2 separate regions of the Gossypium hirsutum genome follow, and region 2 is linked to region 1. A link is a contact called in public Hi-C data. All regions are on one chromosome and are shown on one strand. The core of a region is the stretch at or near the end of the contact, and the rest is flanking DNA. Distances in the headings are between cores, read along the strand shown. Region 1 has its middle 8.9 kb from the start of LOC107955425. Region 2 holds the start of LOC107955508 (pentatricopeptide repeat-containing protein At5g15300).

What was found. Hi-C and Micro-C count contacts between places; a contact is called where the count stands out from the background.
Region 2: a Hi-C map of leaf shows a contact between it and region 1, with 1.9 times the contacts expected there. The contact joins the promoter of LOC107955508 here to the enhancer-like site in region 1.

Annotation. Positions count from the first base shown.
Region 1 is chrA07:94,428,376-94,434,457 of Gossypium_hirsutum_v2.1, forward strand. No RefSeq gene overlaps it. Among protein-coding and RNA genes, the nearest start is that of LOC107955425, 8.9 kb to the left of the region's middle. Within about 2 kb of position 4,271, at least 4 of the 9 cell types and tissues checked have an H3K27ac peak or open chromatin away from gene starts, as enhancers often do. A contact at or near this core is called in leaf, where this site is marked.
Region 2 is chrA07:94,717,721-94,724,247 of Gossypium_hirsutum_v2.1, forward strand. It overlaps LOC107955508 (pentatricopeptide repeat-containing protein At5g15300), which reads right to left and starts at 2,596. Exons shown (of 1, transcript XM_016891299.2): 1 at 618-2,596. The coding sequence starts at 2,546. The coding sequence ends at 894.

The DNA.
Region 1 (6,082 bases), core at 3,021-5,520:
TATCATACTAAATCATTTTTTTTCTCTCTCTTATTAACTTGGAATTTAGTCATAATTTTAACTAGATTTCAATTTGACGAGTTTGAATTTCTTACTTTAACTTGAACAAATTTATTCAACTTAACTTGACTCAATTTAAATTTTATTTCAATTAACTCAATTCGAAAAATATTCAAATCACATTAAAATATTAAAATAATACTTATCGACTCAATCAATCGACTCAATCAATTCAAAATTATTTCACTTGATTTGCTGCAATCCATTGGACATAATTAAAAAAAAAATCCCAGATAAATGCTCACATTGACCGAGAAAATAAAATTAAAGAACCCAAATAATGGGTTGATAAGAAAAAGGTTTAAATGCATATTTGACACTTAAGCTTCTCACTTTCTCTCATATCAGTACTTACGGTCTTTTTTCGTCTCAACTTGATATTCGAATTTGTTTTCCGTCTTTTATTTTGATACCATTTTGCAACACCATTAAATACATATTTGACCCTTAACTTATTACTTCTCTTCATTTTAATATTTATGAATTTTTTGTCCTAATTTAGTATTCAAACTTTTTTTTCTATCCACAATTTTATCTGCGATAAAAAAGGCTACCTTTGATTGGTTTTAGAGTATATTCAATTCAAAAAATGTAAAACTACTTTCACTAATAGAATTATGAGAATGTAAAAGTATAAAGTGAAATGTTAAATATGTTGCATTATTTTGTTTGGTTCATTTATCTGTATTGTAAAATTTTGATGTTTGGTTGATGGAATATAATATTAATAACAAATATTATTGTTATAAAATTTGTTTTATGGACAAGTTTAATTCTTTTAATATTTTTTAATCTCAATTTCTATGAAATTATGATAATTCTTATTTTATTGCAATTTATATATTAATAAATAAATATATTATTAAAATATCACAATTAATATATTAATAAATAAATCTTTAAAATCAATATAATAATTATAATTTTAAAGTAGAAACATTCTTTTTTTTTTACTGTTAGAAAATATTTTTATTTTTAATTAAACTGAAATTTTATTTGAAAAAATGATTAAAATAATAAAAGTAAAGAAAAATTAATAATTTGTATGGTATTTATAAGCAGCATGATCGCCACGCAATAAAAACATATTAAATATACAAAATTCCCGAAAATATTGAAATTCAAAGTAAAAATATTGATGTGATATAAAATTATTGAAAATATCTTTTTAATATTTGTTTTTTATGTTTTTAAAAATATTATAGATTTATATAACAAATTTTTATATATTATACATATAAATTTATATTTTGATTTATGTAAAATTTGACAAGTTGGTGAATGTGAGTCATGTTTCTTTAATTTTTCATATTATATCTTGTTTTTCATAATTTATTATTATGATTTAATTTTGAGAATAATTTATCTGTTCATATCAGGTCTTAATCCATAATATATTTTTGCACAATTTATCATGGTGATTCAATTTTTTTTAAAATCGGTATTTGTATCGTGTTCTAATTACTTTTTGATGTGTAAAGTAATATAAATTTATATAATTATTTAGAAATTAATAAATCATTTTAGTTAAAATTTGATGTATTATTATATTTGTTTTGTGATATACTTTTAATTATTTAAATTTTTTGTTGTATTTTACTTTTCATATTTTATTATGATAATTTTTGTATTTCGCAGCTTGTTAATCGAATTAAATTAGTATTTTTTTATATTTGCGTATTTACTGAATTCATCAAACTATTAATAGTTTAAAACCAGCAAGTTTAAGACAATGTTGAGGAGCTTGGATTTCCACCAAGGGAGCATCACATAACTGTAATGTTGTTTTAAGTCATGTCATGTACATCAGGACTAATTTGGATATATTTATAACTACAATTTGATTGAAATAAAAAGCCCTTGATATGTTATTTGAGTTTGAATATGTTTTCACATTTGATTTTGAGTTTAAATGGATGTAAGTTTTGTTTTATAATTTCTTAGGGCATATTGATATGTTTTGGAAGTATTTAGGCATGTTTTTAAGTATTTTTGAATTAATTTTTGGTTCCACATGCTTAGGGTTCGGTCCCTTAATTTAGGTATCGGCACTTGTGCAAACAAAATACAAAAATCTAGAATAAAAGTGCCTAGGTGCCTGTACATAGTTCTACGTATCAGTACCTTGAGATTGGGTGTCGACACTTAGTATTTTAGGTATTGATATGATTCTAAGAGGTACCCATTGCACTATTTTGAGTATTTTGAACTCGTTGAGGCTCGATTTTGATCCCAAACACTTCCAACTGTTTATAAAACACTTCTAAATTATTTTAAACAAATTTCTAAACCCTCAAGATGATTTTATTTTAATTACACATTATTATTTAGACGTTTTTCAAAGTTAGTTTCTTTTAACCGGTTGAAATAAGAAAATGTTGATTAGTTCCTCAATTGTACTTTGACCTAACATGTTTACCAAACCATTTCCAAACCTTTAAAAAATTAATCAAATTGACTTTAAAGTATAAGAACATGACATGGAGAAGTATTTTCACAAAAGAACGACACCTCTCATTCATATCATACATTGAGATGGGTGAGAGGTCTCAAGAGGTCCATTTCTTACCAATATCAAGAGGTTTCACCATGATTGTTGAAATCAGATCGAATCGACCAATCAAATTAATAATCGGTTGATATATCAATTCAAAGTAAAAAGAAAAAGCAATTAACCTGTAAACTTGCGTGAATCGTAGTTAAACCGCGAATTGTTGAACTGTTTTTTTTTCTTGAACCAAATATTTTAACCTAAACCATACAAGAAAACATCTTTTTCCCTAAATCACTTGAAGCTTTTGTGACACCATGTCTCTGCACTCAAGATAATGAGATCAAACTCAGCATCTTGAAAAAATTAGCACTTGTTTTCTTATCCTCTCTGCTAAAATTAGCACTTGAAAAAAACTTATGGGAAATTGAAACTGAGATGTATGAAAAGATTTTTCTTAAGTTTTCTTAATTTACTTTCTTTTTGTTATGGGCCTAAAATTCATGGGCTTCATTGTGATTTATAAACTCAAAGTCTGGTTCTACTTTTATTTGAAGGTTTTCTTTTTCTCTTTTAAAGTGTTTTTTTAATGATAATAATTATTTTATATTGTTAAACAGTAAATCGATATAATAAAAAATCGATGGTCTAATCAGTTCAACCGCTAAATAGGTTATGAAAATAAGCCACTTAGTTTGACTTATAAATTGATATGTAGAACTTCATTTTAATTTCTTTTAATGAAGTCCCTGCAAACACAAAATTAAAAAAAATATTGCAATAATTTGAATACGATATAAATATCTAAACTATATAGAATGTAATTAACTGAATTAATATCACAAGTTAAATCGATATCAATTCTGTTAATAAAATTATATAATATTTTTAAATAATCATGTTTTTTTCATTAATTATTTTTATATGAAATGTTTAAATAAAATAACTATAAAACAAGATTTTAAAAATTGAAGATGAAGTTTAATTATAGTATTTTACCACTTTACTTATTGAATTTTTTCTTTTATTAAATATAACATACCATATAAAGAGGAGATATACACAAAAATTAAGGTTAGTATTCAATTGTTTCGATTGATTCGATTAATTTTTTAAATTTAATTGAATATAAAATAATCGAATTCAACAATTAAAACGTCGTTAATCGATTTCATATTGGTTAATTCAGTGGCGGTTGGTTTAGGGATTAATCGAATTAATCAATTTAAATTTTTTTAAATTTCATTTTTGTCTATTGTACAATATTAATTTTTTTAATACAACAAAGCTTAAAATTTTATTTTGAAAGGTGAAAGTTGTAAATATCTATATTTTTTTAATTGTTTGGGTCAATGAACTTAAGTTGGTTGGGTTTAGAGTACGTAAAAAATAAAAATGTTTGGGCTAGTATTTATGGGTTGAGTTGAATAATTTCGCTTTAGATTTAGATTTAAACAGTTTAAATTATATTATTATAAATTAAAAATAATAAATACAAATTAGTAATTTTAATAATTAATAACCGATCACCTAAACCGAACTCAAAGTCGATTTAATTGAATTGTCGATTAAATCGATTATAACCGAATAATGCTGTCTCCAACGTAAAATTACAAAAATAAAATTTATATAATAGAAATAGAGACATAGACCACATACAGCAGGTGAGGCCCAACACCTTTTGGTAATTAATGGATTCATTTATTCTATAGGGGAAATTGGAAAGGAATGAGTCAATGGTGGATTCAATGTTAAGCAATAGTAAAGTCCCAATTATGGTCGGTAGCCACATTAATAGGAACACATGCAACTGAATAATGTGCACATGGAACTCTTTAGATAAGGTTACACATGTAATTCCTCAGATATTTTTAAATTAATTTTTTAAATTTTAAATTCGTCATCAAATTTTAAAACATTTTAATTACATTTTTAAATTATAAATATTATATCAATAAGGTTTTTTTTTTGTTTTTAAATTGTTAATTCAACCGTTAAATGAGATGTTAAATCTTATATAGCATAACCTAAAATGAATTTCTTTTAAAAAAACAATGAATATTGTAAAAATGCATGTCTTAAAAATCTGGTTTTGAGGTTTTCTGTTTTACTTTATTTTAAAGAAAAATAAATACTGAATCTCTTTTTTCTGTTTTATTTTATTTTTAATTTTTACTTTTAAAAGTTGTACGACAATATATTATTTTTTATTTTAATTTTAAATTATGTTAGGTATATGTCAAATAAAATTTATTATGTCATTTAATGATTAAATAAATATTTTAATAATGAAAAGATATGATTGATTATAACTTGATAATTTGAAAATGTTATTAAAAGTATTTTGAAATTTAAAGACTAATTTAAAATAAAAAAACATATTTTAAAAATATCTATTGCAATTATCTCTTATGAATTCAAATATTATGATGTACATATAGATTAATTAAAAAAAAAATGTCCAGCACCATCTTACTTGGATTTGGCATTAATGTCTTGTATAGTCAACAAATTTTATATAGGTTGGGGCCATTGGGTCCATTTTTTCCATAACCTATCCTCAAACATAACCTATCACGTTTGGGGACAACTAGTTTGTAGGGCTAACAATATGTGGAACATTAATTGCCAAACTAGATTTTTTTTTCATAATATTAATGAATTTTAAAAAATATATAATGAAAAATTGAAAAATCGAATTTAATTACTTTTTTTTAGAATTGGATAAAACCATTTGATTGGATCAAATAGATTGAAAAAAAAAATTGTTTAATTCGATTACTAGTCCGATTTTAAAAATCTTCTATGGTGGCACCAATTTTTTTTTTGGTTTATTTGTAATATGAAGATTTTAATGGTGGCTTCATCAACATTTGAATCATCTTTAAGAAGAAGAAATCTAACGACGGTAATGATAAACCATGACCATGATCTCACCCTTTCCAATGAGCTCACATGCTATCATAATGTTAGATTTGTAAAATAAATATGAAATAAAACTTAATAAACTAGGATCTATCATGTCAAATAATAAAAAATAAATCAAGAACAAAACTAGATGCGGAAGTGTACCTGAATCCATGAATTCCTTAAAATCTACGGATCTTGGAGATTTGATACTCCAAATTAACAAATAAGAAATTTAGAGAATATTTGTTCTCTTTTTGCTAAGGATAAGATATTAGAAAAGATATCTTGTGAGTAATTTGAGGACCATAGCCCTAATATTTATAACATTGACATATTAGTTCTAATTCCTAATTAGCCCATCATTAATTAGAATTTAATTAGAACTCAATTACTAGAGTATCTACACATATTTGACCCATACTTTATCTAATAATTAAAGCCCAATAAAATTTTAACCAAACTAGATGACTTTTAATTTGGATTAACCTATCATGATAGTAAATAATAACATGTAATTACCCTTATTATATATGTGATATCCATATTTTCCAACACATAACACCAAAAAAATGTGCTTTGGACTAATTATAAAGAGGTCTCCAACTTTAGTCAAAAGTAAAA
Region 2 (6,527 bases), core at 1,346-3,845, 290 kb after region 1:
AATAAATTTAAAATAAATTTAAAAAAATTAAAAAACTTTATACTTAAATAACAGTAACATACGTGCAACTTAACAAGCAAATGCCTCTAAAATAGTAACAAAATTAACAATAAAATAAGAGTTATAAATATACAAACATTAATAACAAAATAGTAGCAATATAATAATGAAATGGCAGCAAAACAATGAGAAAACAACATTTTTTTTTCTTTATGCAAATCGGGCCCGAGCCAAGAAACTTTTACCTGAGGTGTAACCTGTTTTCTAAACAGGTTTTTTTTTCTCAAGCCTATTTTTCATGTCTATATTTTTACCTAAACTCTCTTACTTTTTAATCTAGCCTTTAGCCAGATATGTCTACTTGTATTGAACTATTATTTTTTAAATTCAAATTGTACTGACTTTGACTTGAATTACTATTAATAATTATAATAAATGTATTTAAATTTAAATAAAAATATGAAATTAATAGTAATGTTATAAATTATATATTATGGATGTCCATAATCCCAAATGAAGTAACCTTAAAGCCTTTCATTTTATTATTTGTAAATAAATGGATGCTAAAAGACTTGCAAGAAAAAACAGAACACATACATGACACCCATACACAAATCTATCAAAATCCATATAATATGATTTATAAACAGATCAAAGTCCATATAAATTCAAAAATTAAAATACTTTAATTCAACTAGCATGATAGCTTGAGCTACTCAAGTTCGACTCAACAAAAATGAAGCCAAATTTGGGTTATTTCGCACCAAAGCAAAGTAAGTTGGAAGCACATATATATTGTTTACATCCTGACAATGTTGACTCCTTAAGGATGATTAACGGGAACTATCATGCCTAACTAAAACGTGAAGGCTTTAAAGCAATTTGTCACCTAATCACTGCACAAGATTCTTTGGTCTTAAACTTACTTTGGATTTTGAATTAAATAAAAAGTCTATGAGAGCCTTTTCTTCAGCTTCAATTAGGCTATAACCAGGATCTTTCCTTACCCCAGTGTCATCCATCATCTTCCTTACTTTCTCAACTCGATCCCACTCGCCTTCTGAAGCATATATATTCGAAAGTAATACATAATCTCCGCTCTCATCCTGTCTTATTTTGAGTAGTCTCACATTTGCACGCCTTCCCAACTCGACATTTCCATGAATTCTACAAGCCCCAAGCAGAGTCCTCCATATGATGGCATTCGGTTCAATCACCATCGAGTCTATGAACTTGAATGCTTCATCCAATAGCCCAGCACGCCCTAGCATATCCACCATACACCCGTAATGCCTTATATTTGGCTCAATGTTATAACCATCTCTCATAAGCTTGAAATATTGACGACCCTCGTTTACTCTCCCAGCATGACTGCAAGCAACTAAGACTCCAACAAAGGTGATCTCATTTGGCCTAACTTTGGACCTCCTCATCTCGGTAAACAGATTGATTGATTCCTCAGCATGGCCATGAATTGCCAACCCTCCTATTACTGAGTTCCATGTCGACACATCTTTTTCTCTCATATCTCGGAAAACTTTTAGTGCCCTCCCAATGCTGCCGCATTTTGCATACATGTCAATAAGTGCATTCCCAAGTAAAACATTAAAGCCACTGCTTGAGAACATCTCCGAGAGAGACCAATGTATCTTCATCCCAACTTGCAAATCCCCCAAATCCGCACAAGCATTCAACAAACTCAACATGGTAACCTCATCTGGCCTCTCCCCGACAGTCTTCATCTCTTCAAACATCTCCAATGCCTTCTTACATTCACCGGACAGAACATACCCTGCAATCATAGCATTCCAAGTCACAACATCCTTCTTCAGAACTTCATTAAAAAGTTTCCTTGCACTCTCCATTTCCCCTCTTTTCGCATATGCTGTAATCATAACATTCCAAGAAACCAAGTCCTTCACTGGCATGTCATCAAAATACCTCCTTGCCACATCAAGTTCCCCTCTTTTTGCATACCCTGAAGTCAAAGCTGACCAAGGCACAACATCCCTTTTTGCCGAATCATCGAAAAGCTCACTTGCAACACTCAAATCACCACAATTAGCATGAAAATAAATAAGGGTATTCCTTAAAAAACTATTCTCCAAAAACCCCATTTTCAAAGCCTTCCCTTGAATCCCAAACCCCATTTTACTCCAACAAAGTTTGGTGCAAGCTTTAAGGACAAAAGGAAAGGTAAAGCCATCCGGCTGAATTCCGCGTTTTGCCATCTGGGTATATCTTAAAATGGCTTTTAATGGGTTTTGGCTTTGAGCTGAGCCTCTTATAATTGTATTCCACATGAAAATATCTGGTTCAGAAATTCTATCGAACACTTTATGAGCATAGTTTAAAGTACCTGAAATTTCCATGGCGGCCTTGAAAATGAGCTCCCGTAAGGCTGACGGGTTGGAGTTGAAGCCTTTGGTGATGAGAAAACCATGGATTTGCTTTAAGGATCGGAGGTTTACGCATTGTGACCAAAAGGTCGTTGATGAATGTTGATGGCGGTTGATGCACCTGTCGTTTGGTCGTTTTCTTATCATTTACATGTCGTTTTTGGAGTTCCGCATGAAATGAGACCGTGTGATAGCCTACGTTTTTTTATTTGATAATATAATCTTTCATTAATTAAAATAAATTATATTATTTTAAACTTATTTTAATTTAATTTTTTTTAAAACAAGTATTTAATAATTAGAAAAAATCAATTGAATCTGAGCTCGATTGGCATGGTTATTATTATTAATACACATAAGTTTGAATGTGCTGAAACGCATTATCCTCCTATTTATGTGTTGAGGAAAGGCTATAAGTAGTTTTAGACATTATCTTAAAAAGAATAAATATGATCAGAACATATCAGATTATTCAAAAATAATAATTAAAAATGAAATAATTTTCTCCAAATTAAATTAATATGAAAATTTATTTAAATAATTTAAAATTAAATTATTACAAAACATGACACAAGTTTTTTTTATATGTGAAAATTTTACTGAATTTGTAAATAATACAAATACGATATAAAAAAAATTTAAATGTAATAAAAATTAAAATCATTATAACAAAAAAAAGAATAAATTTCAATAAAAATAATAATACTCCAACCAAACATAACAAACATAACATAGTAAATTACTTTCTACACCCTAGACACCTACATATTTTGAAGGTATAACATCTACAAGTTGTATAGCATCTTTCTTCGATCTATTTTATAGATATTTTGCCCTCACGTTATTCTTTTTTATATTATACATGTCTATTTTATAGTTTATGCTTGGGATTCATGTTTCCTCACACTACTTTAACCTAAGCAATATTTAAATTTGAAATTCGCCACATACTATAGTACCTTTGTAACATCATTAAAATGTGATGATATGGTACTCGAAGTAAAAAACACAATATCACATGACTAATTTGAAATTACAATACTTAATGAGCATTAATAAAAAATTCTTTAAAAATTATAAATTTTATTTCACATCAAAAATAAACTTAAACAAATAATATATTTTGTAACAATAAATTTCCTCGTAATATAAATTACAATATATATTATCGGATTACACAATTTCTTATCACCTACATAATATATTTTGTACTTCAACAACTTCCATAAAATTTTGTGATTTTATAACATATAGTACCCCATTGCAATATTTATTACTTGTATTGTAATACATTGTAACACAAATCACAATATATATTACTCGTTACACAAATTTCTTACAAGATTTCAGTTACAAGAATCCTTCTCCAATTACAAAATTATTACATATAGTGTAATATTTGTGTAACATAAATTATAATATATATTATTTAATTATACAATTTTTCATAATTCACATAATATAAACTTAAAATTTCGAGTTAATTAAATTAATAAGTAATATTTTATCATCCTAATTCGATTTAATTTTTTTAAATCTAGTAAAACTGTTCAAGTTAGCTTAAAAAATCAAACATAGATAAGCTTAACTCATTAATTAATTTATTTAAATTCCAAAATTATTATTTTAAAAAAACTCACTAAAACTTAAATCTCAAATTAACTTGAATAATTTCAGTAACTTAATTCGATTTACTTAAAACTTAAATTTTTACTTTTAATCAAATCGAGTTTTGTTCCGACCAAAAACAAATTCATCAAATTATAACACTATCTAGAATTCAATTTCATTTTTTTTTTCATTCTATGCCTTCCCTTTTACGGAATTTGATTATTGTTCTTCCTTGGTTATTATTTTCTTTTGTTTTCTCAAGAAACTATGAAACGAACCAAAATTAATTCAAACTAGTTTTCTAATTTCAGCGAAAGAATCTCTTCACCCATCCTATTTTGATGAGATATATGAAACTTGAAATCCAAACAAAACAATCACCAGAAGGATTGAAAAAGAAAAAAGCAGATTCGTTTGTAAAAATTAAAGATTAGTTAATGAATCTGGAAGAAAATGATTGTAAGGGGGCATTACTGACAGCAAAAACATGGATTTAAAGTTAATGCTGCAAAGCGGATCCCTTTCTTCAGTTTTGCACCTTTGATATTAGGCAAATAATCAGGAATATTGTTCATTATGCCTAGGTAATTAGTGCAATAGTATTATCCCAAACATAAATTTAAAGAAATATTGAAAAAGATGAAGAAGAAGAAAAAAAAATCACCAGAACTGGGCTCTCATCAGTTTCGCCCGCCCACCACTTGGAGAGATGGAGCATGGTTGCCTCTTACATATATTGGCTTTTAGGGCATAACATGTAAGACCCATTCACACCATATCTCTGGTATATAATATGATGTAATATTCTGATTGGAGAATCAGCAACCGTGGGGATTGGACGGTTCAGATTAGGAATGTCAACATAAATAATTACTTTAAATCATCTTATAAATAAAAATTTTCAGGTTTTATATTTGGAAAAATAAACTAACAATGTGAGCATTCAATCAAATTGAGTGAAAAATTTTTAAGTTAATCGAGTTGACGAATCTTATTTTATCATCTTAACTCAATTTATTTTTTTTTAATTGGATCTAATGGAATGAAATTAAAGTTGAATCGAATCGAGTTAAATTATTCAAGTTAAATTAAAAAAGTTAAACATGTCAAATCAAAATTTTATTGCAGTATAACTAATTACATGCTAAAGCACATAAATTTAAAATCATATATATTTAAAAAAAATCAAAGCAAAATAAAAAGAATAAACATGAATCATTAATTAACTTATTTAGGTCCTAAAATTATAATTTTAAAAATTTATTTTTTTTCAAAAAATTTATATATTCTTTAGATTTTTTAAAATTTTGTATATATTTTTAAAAATATAAATTTTAGAATTTTTACAAACATTTTAATTTTAAAATTTATTTTAAATTTTTGAAAATTATTTTAAATTTTTTTATAAATAGAGAACAAAAGATTACATGCTCAATTATAATATATCAGATCATTTGAAAGTCGTAGAGTATTCAAATTCTAATTTTGTTGGGTGCTAAAATAGGATGAAATCTACATCAAGCTATATTTACTTGTTAATTGGAGGAGCTATATTCTGGAAAAGTGTCAAAAAAACACTTGTAGCTTCTTCTACTATGGAAATAGAGTTTGTAACATGCTATAAGGCATCAAATCATAGAATATGGTTGCGGAACTTTGTCGTTGGGCTGCACATTTTGAAGAATGCAAAAAGACCACTCAAATTATTTTATGATAATAAGTCAGCGATGTTGCATTTTAACAATAATAAGAGCTCATTTAAGTCGAAATATATTGACATAAAGCTCCTAACTGTGAAAGAAAGAGTGCAAAATGGACAAATATCCATAGAGCACACTGAGACAAACTCTATGATAGCGGATCCGCTGACAAAAGGTTTATCACTCAAGGCCTTTCATGAGCACATTGCTCATATGTGTTATATTATTTGAGGACATCATGGTTTAGCGGGAGTTTGTATTTTATTTGCTTTATGTTTGTTTTCAAACATTTATGTATTCTATTTTTTTAATCAGAAATGAAATATTCAGTTTATTCACTCTATTTGATATTAGCCTCGCTTAAGTTTAAGAAGAATCAGTTGAAAATAGGCATGTCTAATTCACATTACATGTAATTTTCATACTATGCATCTATGATTGATCTATGTCATTTGACTATATTTGTATATGAGACGATTGATGAGTTTAGTCATGATTAATATGACAAAGACTATTTTGATCCTATATGAATATAATTGATGGGTGAGATTGTTATACAATACCTGTTATATGATAGCAAATTTTTAGCTTATAAGGTTGTACATTTATCAGGAAACATATATATTGTCCAAGTGGGATATTATTGGGTTAAAATCTTCAGTTATGGACACATATGTACAAGTATAATGCTATTTTAAAGTGTAATACAAAATTAAGTGACCAATTATATTATAAGTGTCATGAAAATAATGTGTAGATAGCATAAGTTGTATTTATAATTTGGCAATTTAATGAGTGGCCAAATTATAAATACTCA